Linked DNA regions of Oryctolagus cuniculus: region 2 is linked to region 1. A link is a contact called in public Hi-C data. All regions are on one chromosome and are shown on one strand. The core of a region is the stretch at or near the end of the contact, and the rest is flanking DNA. Distances in the headings are between cores, read along the strand shown. Region 1 overlaps IFT81 (intraflagellar transport 81). Region 2 has its middle 50 kb from the start of ATP2A2.

Evidence for each region. A called contact is a pair of places that touch in the nucleus more often than the background predicts.
Region 2: a contact with region 1 is called in a Hi-C map of an unstated tissue, with 4 times the contacts expected there. The contact joins two enhancer-like sites. A contact is called at or near these places in 3 of 6 Hi-C or Micro-C datasets (ear pinna, psoas muscle and an unstated tissue).

Annotation. Positions count from the first base shown.
Region 1 is chr21:7,811,392-7,814,616 of mOryCun1.1, forward strand. The region is part of intron 3 of IFT81 (intraflagellar transport 81); the gene reads left to right. Among named protein-coding and RNA genes, the nearest start is that of P2RX7, 23 kb to the left of the region's middle. Within about 2 kb of position 1,845, at least 1 of the 8 cell types and tissues checked has an H3K27ac peak or open chromatin away from gene starts, as enhancers often do.
Region 2 is chr21:7,921,933-7,924,868 of mOryCun1.1, forward strand. No RefSeq gene overlaps it. Among named protein-coding and RNA genes, the nearest start is that of ATP2A2, 50 kb to the right of the region's middle. Within about 2 kb of position 1,324, at least 1 of the 8 cell types and tissues checked has an H3K27ac peak or open chromatin away from gene starts, as enhancers often do.

The DNA.
Region 1 (3,225 bases), core at 595-3,094:
AGTGCCGGCCTGGCCTCAAATGTCAGTGCCAAGGCTGAGAAGCCCTGGGTTAGGCTGATCGGGACTCCTCCTACAGGGCGGGGCTCAGGCTGGGGTCTGCCGCTCCAAAGCACAGAGATGTGAGGAGGATACCACCAAAATTGGGGTTCCCAGAATTTGAAAGGGCCTGATGCTGTTAACTTAGCACCCAGTGAGCTCTCACTGGCCACGACGCCATGTGCAGCCCCAGGTGGGAGTTAGGGACACCACAGGATCCGCCCTTGGTTCCTACCCTCCAACACTGCTTCCTGTCCAGCTGCTTCAACCAGACCTGCTTTACTTCCTTCTCATCATTACCACTGGTATTTTTCCTCCAAGTACAAGATACAGAAAGTGGGGCCGGCGCTGTGGTGCAGCAGGTTAAAGCCTTGGCCTGAGACGCTGGCATCCCATATGGGCACCAATTCTAGTCCCGGCTGCTCCACTTACGATCCAGCTCTCTGCTATGGCCTGGGATAGCAGTAGAAGATGGGCCAAGTCCTTGGGCCCCTGCACCCACGTGGGAGACCTGCAAGAAGCTGTCGGGTCCTGACTTCGGATTGGTGCAGCTCTGGCCGTTGCGGCCATCTGGGGAGTGAACAAGTGAATGGAAAACCTTTCTGTCTCTGCCTCTCTCTGTAACTGTGTGTGTGTGTGTGTGTGTGTTTGACAGGCAGAGTTAGAGAAAGAGAGAGAGAAAGGTCTTCCTTTTCCATTGGTTCACCCCCCCAAGTGGCCACTACGGCTGGCGCTGTGCTGATCCGAAGCCAGGAGCCAGGCACTTCCTCCTGGTCTCCCATGCGGGTGCAGGGCCCAAGCACTTGGGCCATCCTCCACTGCCTTCCCAGGCCACAGCAGAGAGCTGGACTGGACGAGGAGCAACTGGGACAGAATCCGACGCCCCAACCGGGACTAGAAGCTGGGGTGCCAGTGCCACAGGTGGAGGATTAGCCAAATGAGCCATGGCGCCGGCTGTTTTTAAAATAAATAAAACTTAAAAAAAGATGATGATACGGGAAGTAATAAAGATCCAAAGCCAGAATCGCCCATATCCCACCATTCAGAGATAACTACTACTGACCGTTTTTGCTTATTTCCTTCCAATCTTGGCACTGTTTTCTAATTCCTGCAAACCACACAAATTATCTCCTCATCCTCTCATTCAGGCCACCGCTGTGGCACTGAGTGGCGCTGCACAGTTATCATCCTCATGGGGCCCGCATTCTACAGGAAGAGTTTCACTGTGGCCCAGAGAGGCGAAATCTGGGAGACTTAACCTAGGCCTGGAACGGGTTCAAATGGAGAAAGACAGACCTTCCAAAGAGAAGAAGGAAGACTTGGTGTAGCAAACGTCTTTTTTTCTGAGTGTTTACCCAGCACTCATTTCTTTTGCAGGTTTCACCCCTCCCCCTGTTAGCCCTCAGCTCCTTTTTGGGAGCAGTTAACCAACCCCCTGGCTTCAGGTGGTCACGGGGCCTGTGTCTAGTCAACCCCTCCGGCCAGTAAATTGGTTCTCCTATGGGCCCATGGCTATCAGGCCATTCAAGAGCAAGGAGACTCCGTTCCATTTGGCTGGCTGGCTGGAAGGGGAAGCTCTCTTTTCATTGGCTTTGAAGAGAAAAGCATGACACTGAGAGCTGCCGGCAGCTGTTTTGCTGTCCTGACTGGAGAAGCTGCTTGTAATCAAGCCAACAGAGGAGGAGAACTGAGAGCTGGAGAAGGAGCGACAGGGATCTGCGGACAAGCTCGGAGCTCCTCGGTCAGGCTGCACTTGGAGTGCGTGTCTCCCATGGGCTTTCCAGTTATATGACCCGGTCAGTTGCCTTTTTGGCTTAACTCAGTTCCAATTAACTCTCTGCCATTTGCAACTGGAAGTTCTAGCACCCGTTGTCACCTTGAGTAATGGAAAAAACCATCACACGCCAAGTCAGAAGGGCTTTGTTTTGCCACCAGCTGGCTGTGACCTTGGGTAAATCACTCTATCCTTCCAGACGCAACTCTCTAGCATGGAAGAAGTCATGTGCAGCCTTGGGTGTCTGGAAGAAGTGGATGACCCTTCGTAGCTTTGTGAATGAAAGACCAAGGGGTAAAGGATTGTAGAGACCTTAAAGGGAAGTTTCGGGTATTGGTTTGGGTGCCTCAGAGATACTTGATTAAAGGCGTGGGCCCCAAGATGGCACTACTGGGAGGCAGTGGCAGCTTCGGGAGGTGGGGCCTTGAGGGATATCCTTCGGTCCTTGGGGGCCCGCTCTCTGCTGGTGTGCCCCCTGGAGTTCCTACCAGAGCATCATTGTAGAAGGAGTAGGCCTGGTCCCACCCACCGCTCCTGCTCCTCCTGGTTTCAGATGTGGCAGTTCACTGGTTCTTTCCTGTGCTCCACCACCCACCATTCACCATGAAGCCCTCACCTGGGCTGAGCTGATACGGGTGCCAGGTCCTTGAACTTCCTAAACTATCAGCTAAATACACCTCCTTTTCCTCGTAAGTGGCCTGTCTCAAGTAGTTTGTTATGATACCAGAAAGCTGACTGTTGGCAAACTAAAAGGCAGATTCAGATGCTGCAGCGTTTGGGGTGAGTGACGTGGAGGCAGGTGTGAGGAAGATCATGGTCCTGTCTGGTCTACCCTTTCCTCTTTGGTACGTGTGTGGGACAAAGGAGTATTACTCTGAGAAAAATGGCAGCACAGATGTGGGAACCATCCACTGATGCTGGCTTTCGGATCGGAGGCTATAGGGAGTGGTAGGGACTGTGCCAACTTGCACAGTGCGTGCCCCATTGCAAGCAGGCAGTCTCTTCTCAGCTCTGCCTGTCTATGCGACATGGGTGGCCAGGTTTTCTAGTTTTTCAAGGCAGCCTGAAATTCGAATTTTTATATGAAATATCAATTTTTAAATGTTGGCCTTTTAAAACAAAAACAACCCATAAGCCAAGTAAAACTTGTCTTTCAGATTTATTTATTTATTTTTAAAGATTTATTTATTTATTTGAAAGAGTTACAGAAGAAGATAGGGGGGGAGAGAGAGAGAGAGAGAGAGAGAAAGAGAGAAAGAGATCTTCCATCCACTGGTTCACTTCCCAAATGGCTGCAATGGCCAGAGCTGAGCCGATTCCAAGTCAGGAGCCAAGAGCTTCCTCCAGGTCTCCCATATGGGTACAGGGGCCTAAGTACTTGGGCCATCTTCTGCTGCTTTCTCAGGCGTATCAGC
Region 2 (2,936 bases), core at 74-2,573, 110 kb after region 1:
AAAAATGACTTTATGTTGTAGAAGCTGGAGTGTATGTCGTAGGCACTCACCCGATGTTAGTGACTAATGAGTGTGAATAAAAGGCTTGTTTCTACAAAGGGGTCTAGGTTTATATCACTCCTCTTGCTTGGCATGAAGCAGTGTTTAGCCTTAGGGAGTGGGTAGGATGGCACTGATGATTAACTCTCCTTTTACATGGCCGTCCATGAGGGGGGATGTAGATCATATGCAAAACAAGTTCTTCTTTTGGAGACAATTCATGACGGGGAGAAGTAAAGTTGAACTCTATTAAATACGTAATTATTTCTCTACTCCTCCGGGCTTAGCTCCGCCTCCCTTTCCTTTTAGTAAGAGCAGTTTAATTAGATCTGTTTGCTGTGTGGCAGCCAGGCATGAGGCCAAGTGTTTTGTCTGGGGAGGATAGAAAAAGATCATTAAAGTTACCTGTTTAGGGCCAGCTGTGTGGCACAGCGGGTTAACACCCTGGCCTGAAGCGCTGGAATCCCATTTCCGATCCAGCTTTCTGCTATGGCCTGGGAAAGCAGTAGAAGATGGCCCAAGTCCTTGGGCCCCTGCACCCACGTGGGAGACCTGGAAGAAGCTCCTGGCTCCTGGCTTTGGATGGGCGCAGCTCCGGCCATTGCAGTCATCTGGGGAGTGAGCCAGCGGATGGAAGACTCTCTCTGTGCCTCTACCTCTCTCTATAACTGTTTCAAATAAATAAAATAAATCTTAAAAAAAAAAGTTATCTGTTTTTTTTTATCTTTCCAGGATCCTATCTTAACACAGTCTTTGAAAGAGAAAGTTGAGTGTAATTGTGGGTTAGCCCCACCTCATCCTTGCAAAAGAAATTTAAAAAGCAAAAAGCAGATTTAGCATTTGGCCCAGTGGTTAAGATTCACTTGAGAAGCCCACATCTCATTTCGGAGTGCCTGGGTTCAAGTCCTGCCTCCACTCCTAATTCTAGTTTCCTGCTAATGTGCACCCTGGGAGGCAGCAGAAGATGGCTCAAGTACCTGGGTCCCTGGCACCCACATGGGAGACCCAGATGGACTTCGAGGTTCTTGACTTCAGCCTGGCCCAGCCCTGGCTGTACGAGCATTTGGTGAACCAGTGGATGGAAGATTCTCTCTCTCTCTCTCTCTCTCTCCCCACTTTTGAAATAAATAAACAAACAAGTTTTTTTTAATTATTTAAAAAGTGAGACAGAATCCAAATAAGTATTTTTTTGAGAGGGTTGGACAATCATGTGTTCTGCTCCCAGGCTCCCTCTTTTGGTAACTGGAAGTACTTTCTTGGCAAACAGATAATTTCACAATTTCCTCTCTAGAATAGCTGAGAGGCTTGAGTCACCAAGTTTGTCTTACTGCTATGGAAATTCACTCTTCAGAGCACAGGAAGAAATGGGAGTTTTTTCAGTGGAAGCATGAATTTCTACTCGTTTCAGAGTGTGACAGCAGGCTCCTGGCAAGGCTACTCAGCATTGCACAGGACACCCTGCTCTTGCAATTGGAATCTTTGAAGGATCTCTTTCATCTCTCTCCTTTGCAAAAATCAGTTGTGTAACGCTTGCAGCAACTCACCTTCCAGCCTCAGCAGAGTGGCCTCAACACAAGTGACTGCTCACGAGGAGCGCGTTCCATGGGTTCTGAAAGCGAAGAGAACTCGGAGGAAAGGCTTAAAAAAAAAGTGATGCAAAACAAGGTTGAACAGACCTTCCTCCCTGCAGCTGTGCGATGATGATGATTCAAGCAGCTCCCCGTTTCTAGGCACTGTCCTAGGTGCTTTATGTGAATGAACTAAGGTGCCTCTCACAATAACCCTAAGGAGGTCAGTGCCGGAAGAAGAAGCAGGCCCAGACAGACTTATATATTCCTACACAGCCAAGGATTGTGGCGGAGCCAGGAACCAAAACCTGCGCTTCTAATTAACTGCTGCATCATGCTGTATGTGACCATGCATGTGCCAGGTAAATGTGTGCACACGGTTCATGTTCATTTATGAACTGACACAGCATGAACTTTTTGTGCAGTGTTTAATATGAACTTATAGCATATTTTCAAAAAAAGATGTTTTCTTACTGTACCTGAAGAATAGACTTTCCTAAATGATTGAAAGTGAGTTCCACCACTGAGATGAAGGAATTATATTGAAAATGAATGAGTAAGTGCATGAAAGAAGGAACTAATAACTTTAGATACAGAGTAAACGGAAGCTTTACGGGTTATAATTTAAATCTGTGAAACATTTTTTAAAATTTTATTTATGTATTGAAAGGCAGAGAGAGAGAGTGAGAAAGAGAGATCTTCTGTCTGCTGGTACACTCCCCAAATGGCCATAACAACCAGGTCTGAGCCAGACTAAAGCCAGGAACCTGTGCAGCCGCATCCTGGTCCCCTACCTGGATGCAGGGGCCAGGTACTTGGACCATCTTCTGCTTTTCTAGGCACGTTAGCAGGAAGCTGGATCAGAAGCAGAGCAGCCAGGACCCATACCAGCACTTATGTGGGATGCTAGCATCTCAAGTGTTGGCTTAACCTGCTGTGCCATAAACACTGGCCCCTGTGAAACTGTTAGATTCATGTACATCTCTCACTGCTGGACATTTAGATCAAGTCCAGTTTTTCTCTTTAGAAACAATTCTGCATGTAGTTTTAAGATTGAAATACAATGAAATGTTAAACAGAGCCACAACATTTATTTCATTTGGTTAAATCCAGAATCTATTGAATCCTTTTACAGACTTTTTGTTTTCTCTATGAAAACACCAGGAGGTGATTTCTTCATAACTCAGGGAAGTTAGCAAGATGTTTCTTGATTAGAGAATGAAAAAAGGAAAAACTTTCAATTAGAAAACGAACTTGTTTGCTGTGGCCAGGGAGTGCAGTGGAGGATGGCCCAAGTGCTTGGGCCCTGCACCCAATGGGAGACCAGGA